Regions from separate parts of the Sus scrofa genome. Here region 1 is linked to region 2. The links are chromatin contacts, called in public HiChIP or PLAC-seq maps. All regions are on one chromosome and are shown on one strand. The core of a region is the stretch at or near the end of the contact, and the rest is flanking DNA. Distances in the headings are between cores, read along the strand shown. Region 1 holds the start of METTL4 (methyltransferase-like protein 4). Region 2 overlaps SMCHD1 (structural maintenance of chromosomes flexible hinge domain-containing protein 1).

The links. HiChIP or PLAC-seq counts read pairs in DNA pulled down with a chosen protein or histone mark.
Region 1: an H3K27ac HiChIP or PLAC-seq map of alveolar macrophages shows a contact between it and region 2. The contact joins the promoter of METTL4 here to the enhancer-like site in region 2. A contact is called at or near these places in 1 of 5 promoter capture datasets (liver), 6 of 47 Hi-C or Micro-C datasets (alveolar macrophages, embryonic fibroblasts, fetal skeletal muscle and 1 more) and 2 of 2 datasets of contacts at active chromatin or transcription factors (alveolar macrophages and skeletal muscle).

What each region holds. Positions count from the first base shown.
Region 1 is chr6:104,053,383-104,057,582 of Sscrofa11.1, forward strand. It overlaps METTL4 (methyltransferase-like protein 4), which reads left to right and starts at 2,449. Exons shown (of 11, transcript XR_002345043.1): 1 at 2,449-2,789. It overlaps NDC80 (kinetochore protein NDC80 homolog), which reads right to left and starts at 2,403. Exons shown (of 17, transcript XM_013999249.2): 1 at 2,244-2,403; 2 at 833-942. The coding sequence starts at 933.
Region 2 is chr6:103,949,036-103,952,989 of Sscrofa11.1, forward strand. It overlaps SMCHD1 (structural maintenance of chromosomes flexible hinge domain-containing protein 1), which reads right to left. Exons shown (of 48, transcript XM_021096138.1): 2 at 2,843-2,918; 3 at 1,682-1,843. The coding sequence starts at 1,721. Among named protein-coding and RNA genes, the nearest start is that of SMCHD1, 35 kb to the right of the region's middle. Within about 2 kb of position 2,121, at least 1 of the 83 cell types and tissues checked has an H3K27ac peak or open chromatin away from gene starts, as enhancers often do. A contact at or near this core is called in alveolar macrophages, where this site is marked.

The DNA of each region.
Region 1 (4,200 bases), core at 1,199-3,698, 100 kb after region 2:
GCAAAGTGATTCATATATATACACGAATATAATCATACACACACACACTTCTTCAGATTCTTTCCCATCATAGATTATTACAAGATATTGGATATAGTGAAAGCAAATTCTTCTGTGTTCTTTTCTGGGGGGAGGGCGGGGCGGGGGGGACGACACCTGTGGCATATGGAAGTTCCCGGGCTAGGGGTCAAATGGGAGCTGCAGCTGCTGGCCTACACCACAGCCACAGCAACGCAGGATCTGGGCTGCATCTGTAACCTACACCACAGCTTAGGGCAACACCAGATCCTTAACCCACTGGGTAGGCCAGGGATTGAACTGCATCCCCATGGATACTAGCTGGGTTCTTAACCTGTTGAGCCACAACGGGAACTCTGGACACCAGTTTTTCCTAGTGAATCTTGACAAAATAGTTTGGAGAAGTGGTGTTCTGTAGGTTGCTGCTAAACTGCAGTTAATTATCAGAGCAGATAATACCTTTGATTGAGAACTCTGCTAGTAGGATCCATCTCAGTAATTTGAAAATTATAGCACAGAACCTACTCAACCAAGCAGCTCAAGAGTAAAGGAGGAAAATAAGAATGAAAGAGCATTGAAGGGGAATTAGCAGTCCTTCAGGGATTGCCTAGCAAAGGACATGGATTTGGAGATTTAAGTAACAAATGAGGAAAAAATACAACATCTAGTAACATGCCCACTTTTAGCCTTCAGGGACTCCAAATTAGGTCCTACTGAGAACAGACAAGATCCATCACACCACTCATACTACGTCTTTGTATTAACCATCTTTACAAATTTCTTTGCCAAAGACAATAAGGCATGAGGTACTCACGTTTGAGGGGTATGGAGGCCTTGTTTGTTTAAGTCCTGGGATCTTAATTCCTGCATAGAGAGGCGTCCAGCACCACCGGTGGAAACTGAACTTCGTTTCATGCTTATAACCTGCATTCATGAATTTGGTATTAAAAAGGTCTTTCCAGACATAGGTGGTATGTTAAGCACCAACAATTATTTGTATCCTCAAAGAGAAAGGCAGCCAAGTGTCATCATTTCTTCAAGATAATCTTTCCTGGGCTATCTTTACTTGTTCGTGTAAGGTGAAGTCCTCATTTGCAGGGAATATCTATCTAACTCCATTTAAAAGTATTCAACACACATAAACACTTACTGCCTACCATGTACCAGGAAGCATGCAAAGCAATGCAAACAATACAAAGGTTAGTTATGACTCCTACCTTCACAAGGGTATTTATGGTAGTTAAAACTCTGCATCCTAACTCAGACCACATCACTACTGTTGGCTGTGCCTCTCAGTGGGGAGTTAGAGGCTACCTGAAAAGAACTACCTGTTTCCTTTTCTTCTGTCTCAGAATAGAGCCATTCTGTTTGCTTTTCCTAACATCCATCTCTCTTGCTCTGTCTCCCACTTATATTCTTCAATTTCTGCCTCTCTTGCTTCAATCTCCCTTCATCAAGGATAAATTATCTGGTCTACAGACTGCTTCCATTTTCTGAGACCACAGTCGTACCTCACCCCCTTCCCAGTTACTGAAACGGTTGCCTCCTGCCTGGGATACTCTTGATTAACAAATCTTTTGATCCTAACTTAGCTCTGAGGCATTAGACACTATACACCGAGTTCTTCCAGATCCTTCCCTGGTTTCCAGGAAAGTGGACATTTGTGGTAATCCTTCTACATCTCTGGGCTCACCTTTGTCTTTTCAACTGACTGCACTCTTTTCCTCTTTGGCCAACTATTTCGTCTCCAGTATACGCTTCTGCATCTATTAAACTTTTCCACTCTCATCTATATCTTTAGGTCCACTACCAATCTCCAGTTAAAATGTACTCTTAAAATCTGAGACTGAGACTTCCAGATGTATTCCTTACATGGCCACCAGGATGTTACACTAGTATCTCAAACGCAACACACCAAACAGTCCCTCATCTTGTTCTTCCTCTCTCTGCTTCCATCAGTTAATCCCCTTTTCCTTTCTCCATTCCCTCTTCTTACCACTAGTGTCCCCTTGACCCTTCCTTTCTCCTTTAGGAAATCACCGCCATTAGAAATTTACTGGACTCCGGGAAACTAGCGCCTGGCATAGATTCGGCCGGAGGCGAGTTAGGAGAGCAAACACCAGAACGCCGTCCTCCAGGCCTCCGAATTTAACGGGTTGTTGCCCTAGCGTTCCCCCTCCAGACCAGAACTGCCGGAACGAAATTAACCTGAAGTCATTAGTCACCTTTCTTCCAGCTTCCTGACACGACCCGGCAGCCGAATCTCTGTAAACCGTGCAATTGCCAGCTAAAACGGACAGTGGCAGCCAAAACACTAACTCCTTTCTGCTCCCGCCCGTGCCGTTCGAATTTTAAAATCTCCGCCGGCGCTGACGTCATCGCGCTGACGTGCGCGCGCGTGCGCAAATCCCGCGCGCCGGAACTTTGCGTGACGGTGGCGCCCTGCCGCCTCACGGGGCGCACTGGCGTCTAATGTCTCTGAAGTGTCTTCTATGGAGTTTGGCCCGATTCCTGTATTTAGCTCCAAGGACCCAGGCGCTCTAAGCCCTTGGGTAGCGAGCTTAGCGCTCCAAGCAGCCCTGGAACGCTTTTTCCGTACAGCAGCAGGGCCGCTCCTGCTGACTCTTAGAAAAGGAGATTTTTTTTTTTTTTTTTTTTTTTGCTTATGCTCTGAAAGGAGTGTCTTTCAAGACCACTGTTTAGCTGGGTGCTGTTTCAGGAAGGAAGTCTGGGAAGGCGGCGTGCACTGTTCTGACGAGGGAGGCGGTGAGGTAGGAGACAGTGACGGCCTGCTGTGGGAGCAGTCGGCTCCGAGGGTCGCGCTATGGAGGCGGCCACCAGGGTTCACGCTCAGAGCTGCACTGCTGTCTGGGGCTCTACGGCCCTCTAGTGGCGGCCTGCGAGGAGGTGGAGGGACCCGGTGTGAGGCCAAATAGGAGGGAGAAGTGCACTTAATTTGGGGCACGTCACCTTTCCTGGCCGAGTTTCAGTCTTCTGTCGACGTTCTAGCTATCACTACAATTTCAGGACCTCTTCACCCCAAGTAATGACTCGGAAGGGAGGATTGAGAACAGAATTACCATCATCCGTAGCATTTATTTGAGCACTTGCTTTGTGTCAGACACCTTGCACAACAAACACTTCTTGTCGATTATCTCATTTAATTCTCTGAACTGCCCTCTGAGATGTCCTAAAAATGATGAAATTAAGGCTCACTGAGATCAAGTAACTTGTCCGTGGTCGTACTGCTAATATACGGAGTTAGATTTTAAATCTAAATGCTACTGTTATTAACTACTGTTAATCACTTGATGTATTTCTTATTCTCTTCTCCTCTTAAGTTTTCCACTACACCAGATTTAATAAGCAATCCAGAACTAAAAGCCTTCTTTTAGAGAAAAGATAAGGTAGTTCTTTATTTAAAAAACAGACTCACAGACTTAGAAAACAATTTTATGGTTATCAGAGGGGGATGGGGGAAGGAGACAAACTAGTAGTTTGGGATTAACAAATACACAGTAGTATGTATTAAGTAGACTTAACAAGGACCTACTGTATTGCACAGGGAACTATAGTACATGTCTTGTAATAACCTATAATGGAAAGGAACCTGAAAAAGAGTCACTTTGCAGTACACCTGAAGCTAACACAGCATTGTAAATTAACTATACTTCAACTTTAAAAACTGTTAAAAAAAAAAGATAAGGAAGTTTTGAAAAGCCTTATTGCCGGAAGAGAACTGCTCAGAACCAGTTACAGATCTGGACTCTTAACCTTGCCATTTTGCTAGGGGTTAGTGCTTCTGATGTGCTATTAAAAATTGCATTTTTGGAGTTTCCGTCGTGGCTCAGTGGAAATGAATCCGACTAGGTGCCATGAGGTTGCGGATTTGATCCCTGGACTTGCTCAGTGGGTTAAGGATCTGGTGTTGCTGGAAGCTGTGGTGTAGGTTGCAGACAAAACTCGGATCTGGCTTTGCTGTGGCGTAGGGCAGCAGCTACAGCTCCGATATGACCCCTAGCCTGGGAACCTCCATATGCTGCGGGTGCGGCCCTCAAAAGACAGAAAAAAAAAATATTGCATTTTACTCTGCTTTTTGCCCTTTCTGCACCACATTGTTAGCAGTGAGTAGTAGAGTAGTGAGACTGCAGAATGGGCCCACTTACTATGGCAAATGTAGTT
Region 2 (3,954 bases), core at 871-3,370:
AGAAAAAATACCAAACAATATGAAAAGGTCTGAAATAATAAACACCTAAGTGTTAGTGGCAGCTACATCCAGGTGGTAGAGATAGGGATGTTCTTTATGTTCTTTTTGCTTATCTACATTTTCTAATTTTCTACAAACAATAATGTATACACACACAAAAAAAACTTTAATAAGTAAGTTTATAAAGAACATCGAAATAGTATTAAATGTTTTGGCAGGGTCCAAACAGAAAAGATTCTCTAAATCAATTAGCACACAATCCAAAGGTAGGATAAAAACCGGCAATTAGGAGTTCCTGTCGTGGCACAGTGGTTAACGAATCCGACTAGGAACCATGGAGGTTGCGGGTTCGGTCCCTGGCCTTGCTCAGTGGGTTAAGGATCCGGCGTTGCCATGAGCTGTGGTGTAGGTCAAAGACACGGCTCGGATCCCGCGTTGCTGTGGCTCTGGTGTAGGCTGGCGGCTACAGCTCCGATTGGACCCCTAGCCTGGGAACCTCCATATGCCGCGGGAGTGGCCCGAGAAATGGCAAAAAGACAAAACAAAACAAAACAAAACAAAAAAAACGGCAGTTAGTAAAGGTGGAAGGAAATGACAAAAAACAGAAACTACTTGTTCATGCAGTTCTGCTATACAAATTCCCAAGGTAAAACAAATACTTTCTTAATTGGGAGAGGTCTATGGGAAGCCAGGAAGACTAGATCAGGAGAGTATACAAGAGATGAAAAGATATGTAAGCACCAGTCTCTTGTGAATTGAAAGGAATAAATTCTCATTCTAGGTTAGTTAGTTTATTTATTTATTGTCTTTATGGCCGCACCTGCGGCATATGGAAGTTACCAGGCTAGGGGTCAAATTAGAGCTGCAGCTGCCGGCCTACACCACAGCCACAGCAGTGCCAGATCCGAGCCAAGTCTGCAACCTACACCACAGCTTAGGGCAACACTGGATCCTTAACCCACTGAGCAAGGCCAGGAATTGAACCCACAGCCTCATGGATACTAGTTGAGTTCATTAGTGCTAAGCCACAACGGGAACTCCTAAGTTAGTTTCAAAGGAGAGGTATCTTTACTCTGAAGTAAGATCACCTGAATAGAAAAAGAAATCTACTGTGATGAAGACATGTAGTAAAGAAGCTCACAATGATTGGTCACAGATTTATAGTAAGGTAGAATGAGAGCTTTTTTTTTGGGGGGGGAGAGCACACCCACAGCATGCAGAAGTTCCCAGGGATCAAACCTGTGTCACAGCAGCCATCCAAGCCACTCCAGTGACAATACTGGGTCCACAACCCACTGTGCCACAAGAGAACTCTGAGAGAACGTTTTTATTTTTATTTATTTATTTACTGCCTTTTTAGGGCCATACCCGTGGCACATGGAAGTTCCCTGGCTAGGAGTTGAATAAGAGCTGGAGCTGCCAGCCTACACCACAGTCACAGCAATGCTAGATCCAAGCCACATCTGTGACCTATGCTGCAGCTTGTGGCATTACCTGATCCTTAACCCTCTGAGCGAGGCCAGGGATCAAACCCACATCTTCACGGATGCTAGTCGGGTTTTTTAACTGCTGAGCCACAATACAAACTCCAGAACTTTTTTAAAGTGAAGGAATGGGACACGTGATCAGGAGATAAAGGAGAGTGACAGTTTATTAAAATTAGTAAAAACAGAATACTTACGTAAAGGATTTTGTCCTTCACTTGCATAATATTCATACATGCCACTTTTAACCAATGTGTCATAGTGAGGTAGGAAGTCAATCCGTTCTTTTGTAGCTGTTAGCAGTAACTGATTGACTGTCTGTAGCACGTATAGAGTGACTCCATCCTTAACAGTTTCATCTGTAAGTCAAGAGGTAACATCTTAAATGCTAAGCTAGCATTCAAAGCACAATCAATTTATTATTATTCTTTTGGTCACAACCAAAAGATGAGGCCAAAATTAATTAAATAATTAAATTATACAGGCAAATTCCCAAATAACGAATCAATCTATAAATTCAGTTGTGTTTTGTTATGAATATCAGCAAAACAGGTCCAAATACTTCCACTCATCTGAAATACTCAATTCTTAAAAAGTCAAACTGTCATAGGAAATCAGATGAGGAACTACATTAAAGTGGTATATGAATAAGGAAGAATGATGAAAATCGAAAAGCAATAAGGCACAAAAACTGGCAAGACTTAGAACATAGTTGGTTAAAAAAAAGACAATGGATGTTCAAATTTAGATAAGCAATGAGATCCTGCTATATAACACAGAGAACTATATCTAGTCACTTATGATGGAACATGATGGAAGATAATGTGAGAAAAAGAATGTGTATATATATATATGTGTGTGACTGGGTCACTTTGCTCTACCGTAGACACTGACAGAAAACTATAAACCAACTATAATGAAAAAATCATTAATAAAAATAATAAATGTATATTCAAATTTGGACAGAAATAATTTTATAAATATTTCAATTTTTTTTTAATTCTGTGAAATAAATATTTAGGACTATAACAAAAAAAAAAGAAAAAAAAAGACAATGGAAGAATTCTAGTTAGTCAGGAGAATTAGCTTTTCAAGGGCCCACAAAGAAGGCTTGTGGCTAGATGTTGAGCAAGGTCTCATCTGTAGACATAATGATACCAACTCTTTTTCTGTAATCTTGCTTGAAAAATATGACTTCTGTACAAACTTAGACATATGTAGCCAGTTTCCATCCCCATCCGAAAAAAGTAACCAAAAGCATCAATAGTTTTGTGATGCTTATCTATGTAATAAAATTTACTGCTCTATGATGTACTAGAATATATCAAATATAAAAGCATAAACATAGCATTGCTTACCAAAATTATCACAGGTAATTTCTTTCCTACTTGTTGTTGTAATAACAAATTTCTCTTCAGGTGAAATGGCAAGTGTCTATCCAAAATAAGAGAAATAAAATCAATTATTACACAAAGAAAATAAATGGACTATTCAAGTTTATAAAAATATGAAAATACCGATAAAACAGTGTATCTTAGTACTACAATTAGTGCTACATTTATTTGCATGAAAAGATCAGTCTTAATGTTTTCAAATTTTGCCTTTGTATAATTAAGCACAAATCTATTTATAAATTACCTATTTGCTTAACAAGGTTGATTTTTCTGCTATTATATGTTAGGTCCACACCCACAGCACATGGAGGTTTCCAGGCTCGGAGTCGAATTGGAGCTGTAGCTGCCAGCCTACGCCACAGTCACAGCAACTCAGGATCTGAGCCGCATCCGTGATCTACACCACAGCCCGGAGCAAACAACGGATCCTTAACTCACTGAGCAAGGCCAGGGATCGAATCCACATCCTCACAGATTCTAGTCGGGTTTGTTAACCCATGAAGAGAACTCCTAAGTGAACATTTTCAAAAGGTTTAACAACAGGACCCTCCCAGACAAAAGACTTATTACTTCATGTGAATATATAAGTAAACTTAGTTGGAGCAAAGCATTAACACTTATGTTCATATATATTAAGTACTTAAATATGTAAAAGCAAAAGTACTAGAAGAAAATAGAGATTAATATTTTTTAACACTGAAGAAAGGATAGCTACACTATGCAGGATATTTGCATAAAAACAATCTTTATTACCTATTATGACCCTTTCCAAAAATATAACTTAAAAAAAAAGTAAATTGAAAATTTAACAGGAAACAAAGCATCCTGAGGAGAAAAAAAAAGCCTTCATAAATAAAGATGAAAATCAACAAACATAAATAGGAAAAAGACATGAACAATCAAAGAGAAGACAAAGAGTTCCCACAGTGGCACAACAGGATTGGCTGTGTCTCTGCAGTGCCAGGAGGCAGGTTCGATACCCAGCCTGGTACAGTGAGTCAAAAGCTCTATGTTGCTGCAGCTATGGAGTAGGTCACAACTGAGGCTTGGATCTGATTCCTAGCATGAGAACTCCA